2 separate regions of the Zea mays genome follow, and region 2 is linked to region 1. A link is a contact called in public Hi-C data. All regions are on one chromosome and are shown on one strand. Each heading gives the region's core, a stretch centred on a gene start, on an enhancer-like site or on the middle of the called end of the contact. The rest is flanking DNA. Distances are from core to core; before and after follow the strand shown. Region 1 holds the start of LOC103641248 (ent-copalyl diphosphate synthase). Region 2 has its middle 130 kb from the start of LOC109943181.

Evidence for each region. Hi-C and Micro-C count contacts between places; a contact is called where the count stands out from the background.
Region 2: a contact with region 1 is called in a Hi-C map of tassel, with 2.7 times the contacts expected there. The contact joins the enhancer-like site here to the promoter of LOC103641248 in region 1. A contact is called at or near these places in 2 of 25 Hi-C or Micro-C datasets (ear and tassel).

What each region holds. Positions count from the first base shown.
Region 1 is chr10:76,952,002-76,955,100 of Zm-B73-REFERENCE-NAM-5.0, reverse strand. LOC103641248 (ent-copalyl diphosphate synthase) reads left to right here and starts at 1,419. Exons shown (of 11, transcript NM_001361169.1): 1 at 1,419-1,698. The coding sequence starts at 1,519.
Region 2 is chr10:77,194,447-77,197,545 of Zm-B73-REFERENCE-NAM-5.0, reverse strand. No RefSeq gene overlaps it. Among protein-coding and RNA genes, the nearest start is that of LOC109943181, 130 kb to the left of the region's middle. Within about 2 kb of position 1,450, at least 12 of the 20 cell types and tissues checked have an H3K27ac peak or open chromatin away from gene starts, as enhancers often do. A contact at or near this core is called in ear and tassel, where this site is marked.

The sequences.
Region 1 (3,099 bases), core at 170-2,669:
CTTGAGAAAATAGAAATTCCTTAGTAAAATGGAGAACCCCATTTTTTCAAGAGATTTCTATTTTTCCTTGAGAAAATGAACTAATTTTCCTTGGAAAAATAGGAATCTCTTGTAAAAATGGATTTCTAAACTAGCACTTAGTGGGAGACCACCCATCAGATTAATTTGAGGTTCCAGGTTTTATAGTTATAAACATTATTTGTTAATCTTTGTTCACTCGTTTCTTGTGTGTAATAATTTATTTATACGATTTATTTAAGTATCATATGATGAAATTTATCTAAATTAATGTCATTGTGTACGTGAAATTGATATTGACACATACATAATTTGTATTTGGTTGTTTATACTCTGTTCGTTTTGGATTAAAGTCGACCGTTTTGACTGCTGCAGCTAGGGATGGGCGGGGCTTGAGCCTCTCCTACCGCTGTCAAGTCCATGGAGCTCCACTAAAGCCTCTCGTAAGAAGGGGTTTCTATACTACAGTGGTTTAGTTTAGTACTTTCCAATTTTTTTTCTGGCTTCGTCTCTGGCTGCAGCTGTAATTTATAGAAACAAAAACATCGTATAAGCAGTAGAAGCCGGTACGGCAAACAGGCTGATAACTGCTACATCAGTACTAATTTAATATGCTTAAGCCTACAGCCGCTTATAAAAGCATACAGATCGATGTAGTTTCTGCACCAAGGCTAGAGCATCCCTGTACAGAGTGGATTGTGATACGGTTAGCATCTTGTATCTAGCTAGCTAGAGTTGGGAATGCAGGCGTCACCCCAACACGTTCCGGTGCTCCGGGCATGGCAACGTCCTTCAATGCGGCCACAACGTTCTCGGCTTCGACGGCCTGGTGGTAAGTCTTATAACAACTATCTTTAAAATTTAAAATAGAGCTCTAAAAATTGAAACATGACTGCATTTAAAATGTTTTAGGGTCTCAAAATTTTTTTACTATAGCAATTAGGTATTAAATAATACTATTTAGGAAATAAATTATATTATTGGGAAATAAATAGCTATAGATTAAGAAGAAACAATGATAGAGATCTAATATATGGGGTACTATATTTAGTATCCTAGAGATCGAGATGAATTTTTATAAGATTGACGCTTTATGATCCTTGGTTCTATATTTCAAAATACAAACATTGTTGAGGGCCTCTCGCGGAGATGCTTCTTGTAATTGAAGTGCCGTCCATTTTTTTTTAGGATTATATTGCCAGTCGGCATTGCATCAAATCCACGAGAAAGTCAATAATTGGTAACTGCCAGGGGCGGAGGGCCCAGTATGGCCTACGCCATATCTCGGCCCATACAAACACCAGCCCATAGATTACCCATACAGCAGCCCACCACGTAAGAAACAGTCCAGCCCAGCTGGTGCCGTTCGCTTGGTGCTTCCTCCCTCAGCGCCGTTGTCCTTTGACCCGGCGCGGCGGTGCCCAACCTCGCTGCTCGTCCGACGCCCGTACGTCGCCCTTCGCGTCCTCCCTCCTTACTCCCTCGCCAAGTCGCCCGACGATGGATCTGCCGCGACCCCAGGCTCCCTGTTGTCGGCGCCCTGCAGACCTACGTCCTGCCCCCTGCTGCATCGATGCGCCCAGGCCCAGCGACCTGCGCGGCTGCGCCCCGGCAGCCGGCGCCCTATGGAAACCCTCCGCTTCGTATCCCCGTGCTGCCGTGCCGCCAGCCTCCGTGAGGGTGAGATCCCCTGTGTCCTTGTTCCTCCTCTGTTTGCACATTGAGATAAGAAGCTTAATGGAACTTTGCTGCTGTATTGATTCATGGCTAGTTTTCAGACATTAAGATATACTAGTTAGTATAGATACCACTTGCACCATTAGCTACCAGATTAAACAGCTCAGCCCGTAGATTGAGTAGAGCGTCCGCGTGAGAGGGGAAGGATGGCGGTACGTCGCCTAGGTCTGGGGTTCGCTTTTTTGCTGCTATGAAGATAACCAGAGCAGCGGCCCGTATGGATGCTGCTCCCTAGAGACTACATTTATTTCATAGCTTCTAGTTGCTAATCGCCAGTAGTATCACAAAAGAATAGCTATTCGTACTCCTTTCTAGTTTCTACACGAGAAGACAAAAGACAAAGAAAAAGCAGTCACCATTGAGGAAGAACTAGTGACCAAATTAGGAAGGAAATAAACAAAAATAAGACATGAAATCACCGCGCAGCCATCCGCGCGACTGCGTCCTGCACTCCTGCTGTCTGCTCCCCACAACTCCTCCGTCTCAACCTCCCGTGTCACCTCCCTCAGTCCACCCAGTCAACCGCGCTTCCGCTCCGCTACTACCTCCTGCCACCGGCGAAGCCCGGGCAGGCTGGGCTCTGGCTCCGCCACCGACTATCTCCGAACTTTTATATATGATGTTCGCACATGTTTTAGACAGTCAGAATTAGTTCATTTGCCTTGTTGGAAAATGTCTTGTATTTCCAACCGGAGGTATAAGAATATATTGCCTCTTACTACATTAAAACTATTGCAAAAGAGCATGATATCTAATAGCCGTCTCTAACCATGTTTGTTGTGTTGGGTTAGATTATCTTCTCGCTTTCACCTTTTTTTGGAATACAATGAGTTTATGCACTACTACCATACCTTATTTTCCGTTTCTCCTTCACTAACTGCATGCCAAGAGAAAGCAATATATTATACTCCCTCCGTTCATAAATATATGACACCATTGACTTTTTTAAAAAAACTTTGACCACTCGTCTTATTAAAAAAATGAGTTACCATTTATTTTTTGTGATTTGTTTTATCACTTAAGGTACATTTTTGAATAAATATTTTGAATGAGACGAGTGATCAAAGTTTTTGAAAAAAGTCAACGGTGTCATATATTTGTGAACTAAGATAATATATGGTCATGGTAGTTTCTTACAACATGATTCCATAATAGGATCGAATTTTGTTAAGTAGAGTGATACATCCTGCATCTCCAAATAAATCAGCTTTTATAGTTATCCTAGGCTCAACTTTTGTAAGTTTGCCCAAATTTATACTTCATTGTCCTAAACTCTTAGCTCCTAAGTACTATACTGAGTTCGGATTCTAAGCTATAGATCATTTTAGTATATAATTCTAGGAT
Region 2 (3,099 bases), core at 201-2,700, 240 kb before region 1:
TGTGCGCGGGTCGGTTTGACAAACCCTATTTTTTAGGAATTTCTATTTTCACAAGAAAAATTAGTACATTTTCCTTTGTAAAAATATGAATGCTTTAAAAAAAAATAAAGTTACCATTAACCTTATTTTCTCAAGATATTTTTATTTTCTCAAGAGAAATTAGTTTATTTTCTCTTATAAAATTAATATTCCCTTGGAAAAATGGAGTTCTCAAACTAGCTCTAAAAGTGTATAATTACTAGTGGATTCTGTCCATAAAACCAAATATCACTGGATTCTGTCCATAAAACCAAATACAGCAACAATAATTGCTATGATTAGCATAAACGAAGACTGGCGGGCGCCTGGCGGCTAGCAGATTCCCTTAATCTTTATTTCTACAACATCCAATGAAGTTTACAAAACATGAGTGACAGAGAATCTATGACACGATCAAACACTCAAATATATTTTTTTCCATGCACTTGTTAGCAATAAAATATTGTACTAATTAATTAAAGTCAAGGTGCATGCACTGTGATTTATTTGCAGTATTAAGATACTACTTATAACCTCTAGAGCTAATAATTAGTTAGTTGTAAAGGTTCCAAATGTTCCTAACTAATTGTTAGCTAACTCATCGTTAACAAAATTAGTTCATTAGCTGACCCGAGCGAGCCGTCCCTGCGTGCCTTGACCCGGCCAAGTGAGCATCCCCTCGCGTGCGCGCTTCTCGCGAGCCGAGCTGCTCCTCCTGCGAGTTGAGCCGCATGGCCCACATCTGTCTGCTCTGCCATGCCTGCCCCCACACGAGTCGAGGAAAAAAAACTGAGCCGAGCCATAATAGAATCACTTACCCAGTTTAAATGACTAAATAAATGACCTAACAATTATAAATGACTTAACAGTTAACACGCTCGAATGCCTTAATGGGCACTAATAATTTAGTGGACTCAAAATGATTTAGCGAATGATTTAATGTTACCTGAACGCTTGAGTGGCTTAATGTTGCCTAGAACGAAACATAAAAAAAGTCTAAAATCAAAAAATGCCTTAATGTTTCCTGAAATGACTAAACCAAAACAAGAAATGTCTGAGAAAAAAACATGAAGAATAACTGGAAACAAGAATAACTTAATGTTTATTGAAATGACTTAATGTTTACTGGAATGACTTAATGTTGCTTGACTCCTTGAATGACTTTACCTGAACTTTGGAATAACTTATTGTTGTCTGGACGCTAGAATGACTTAATATTGAATGGAATGACTGAACCAAGAATGAAAGATTGCCTAAGAAAACATGAAGAATGACTGAAAATAAGAATGTCTTAATGTTGTATGGACGCCGGATGCCTGAATCAGAATGGAAAATTACTTAACAAACGGGCTGACCGTGGAGAGGACGCGTGCGCGCGAAGGGAGCCGCTCACGGAGAAGGAGCTGATGGGTGGCACAAGGGAGTCGTGTAGGAGAACGAGCCACACGTGGCACGCCAGGGAGCTGCGCAGGGGAGGTTGGTCCAGGTGATGGACCATTGGGTCATTCTACAGCTCCATTTACTCTAACTAGCAAAGTGTCCATACATTGCTACATTTTTATTTTTATGCATGTCTTCATGTTTTATACTCTATATTTATAAATATAAATATAAATAAAAACCGTAGCAATGTATGGACACTTGTTGTTGGGACTAGGGGTGGGCGTTCGGGTTACCCGAAAATTTCGGGTCGAGTAATTCGGGTTTTGAGAATCGATACCCGAAATTACAACGGGTTTTGCAATACCCGAAAATTCGGGTACCCAGAATTTCGGGTTCGGGTTCGGGTATTCCCGAACTACCCGAACTATTGTGTCGGCTTCATAAAAACACATACACCCTATTAAATTAGTATAAAAATATAGTTTGAATAATGATATACATGGACATATAAAACACAAGCAATCTACAATCACGAGTTATGCACACTTACACATAATTATAGATGTACAAATTAATAATTAAGCATGACATGAGTACATGATACATGAAAGTTCGGGTAATTCGGGTATTTCGGGTACCCGATTGTGATACCCGAATTACCCGAAATAATTTCGGGTTTTGCAAGTTGCTACCCGAAATTCCTGAACAAAATTCGGGTTTCGGGTATTTCGGGTTCGAGTTCGGGTATTCCGGGTTTGGGTTTCGGGTTACAGGTTTTTTGCCCAGTCGTAGTTGGGATCGACTGACACGTGGTCATGTGGGCCCAATAACTCGGGGGTGGGGAAGCTCAGGTGCACAACAAAACAGTAGGTAGAGAACTGTATCGTTTTGTTATGAATGTTCTGTCTATGTACATAGCGGGGGTATTTATAAGTAACCGGATGGTAGGTGGGTCCTCTAAGTACTGTTATACCCGTGGTAACCTGCTACATCCCCAGAATATTTCTCCTAATGGGTCATTACAGTGATGTGAGGTACAGTCGGGATAGACATATTATGGAACCTACCCCAAGGAGGGTCTTACAAATGGGCTCATATGGCGTTGGAGCGCAGCCTGGGCCCATTCGTAGAGCGGCGTAGCCTTCGCACGTGCGTGGCGCCCTTCACTCTGCGAAGCCGAGCCTTTGACCTTGTCGGGACTGTCTCATCATGCGAAACTGTCTGAGCAGATGGGGGCGCATTGGCGAGGCTGCAACGAGCCCCCTCTTAAACAGTGCGGCCCTTCGCTCCGACACCTCCAACAGCTCCGGTCGAAGACCTCTATACCGGTACCGGTCGGAGTATCCTTCGCTTCCTATACCTGCTACAAGACATGTTTGATTAATGTTAAAATAGTCTGACCGAGGGGGCGACCGGCCTTCGCTCCAACACTTGTGCTTGTGCACCGGTTAAGAGCGAGCACTTCATGAGACGCCCGCTTCGATCACTCTCTCTGTTTTTCTTTGTTCCACATAGACATTCATCCGCTTACAGTCTCTAAAAGCACCCTCTTAATGTGGTTACCAAGACATCGTTGAATTTGAGGTATTTTATTTTTTTATCATTCTTAATATGGCACTAAATCACCTGTCACTAATAAATAGGACAAGCTGAGTCACTTGGGGCTCCTTCAGAACGCATAATTTTTTTAGATTGATA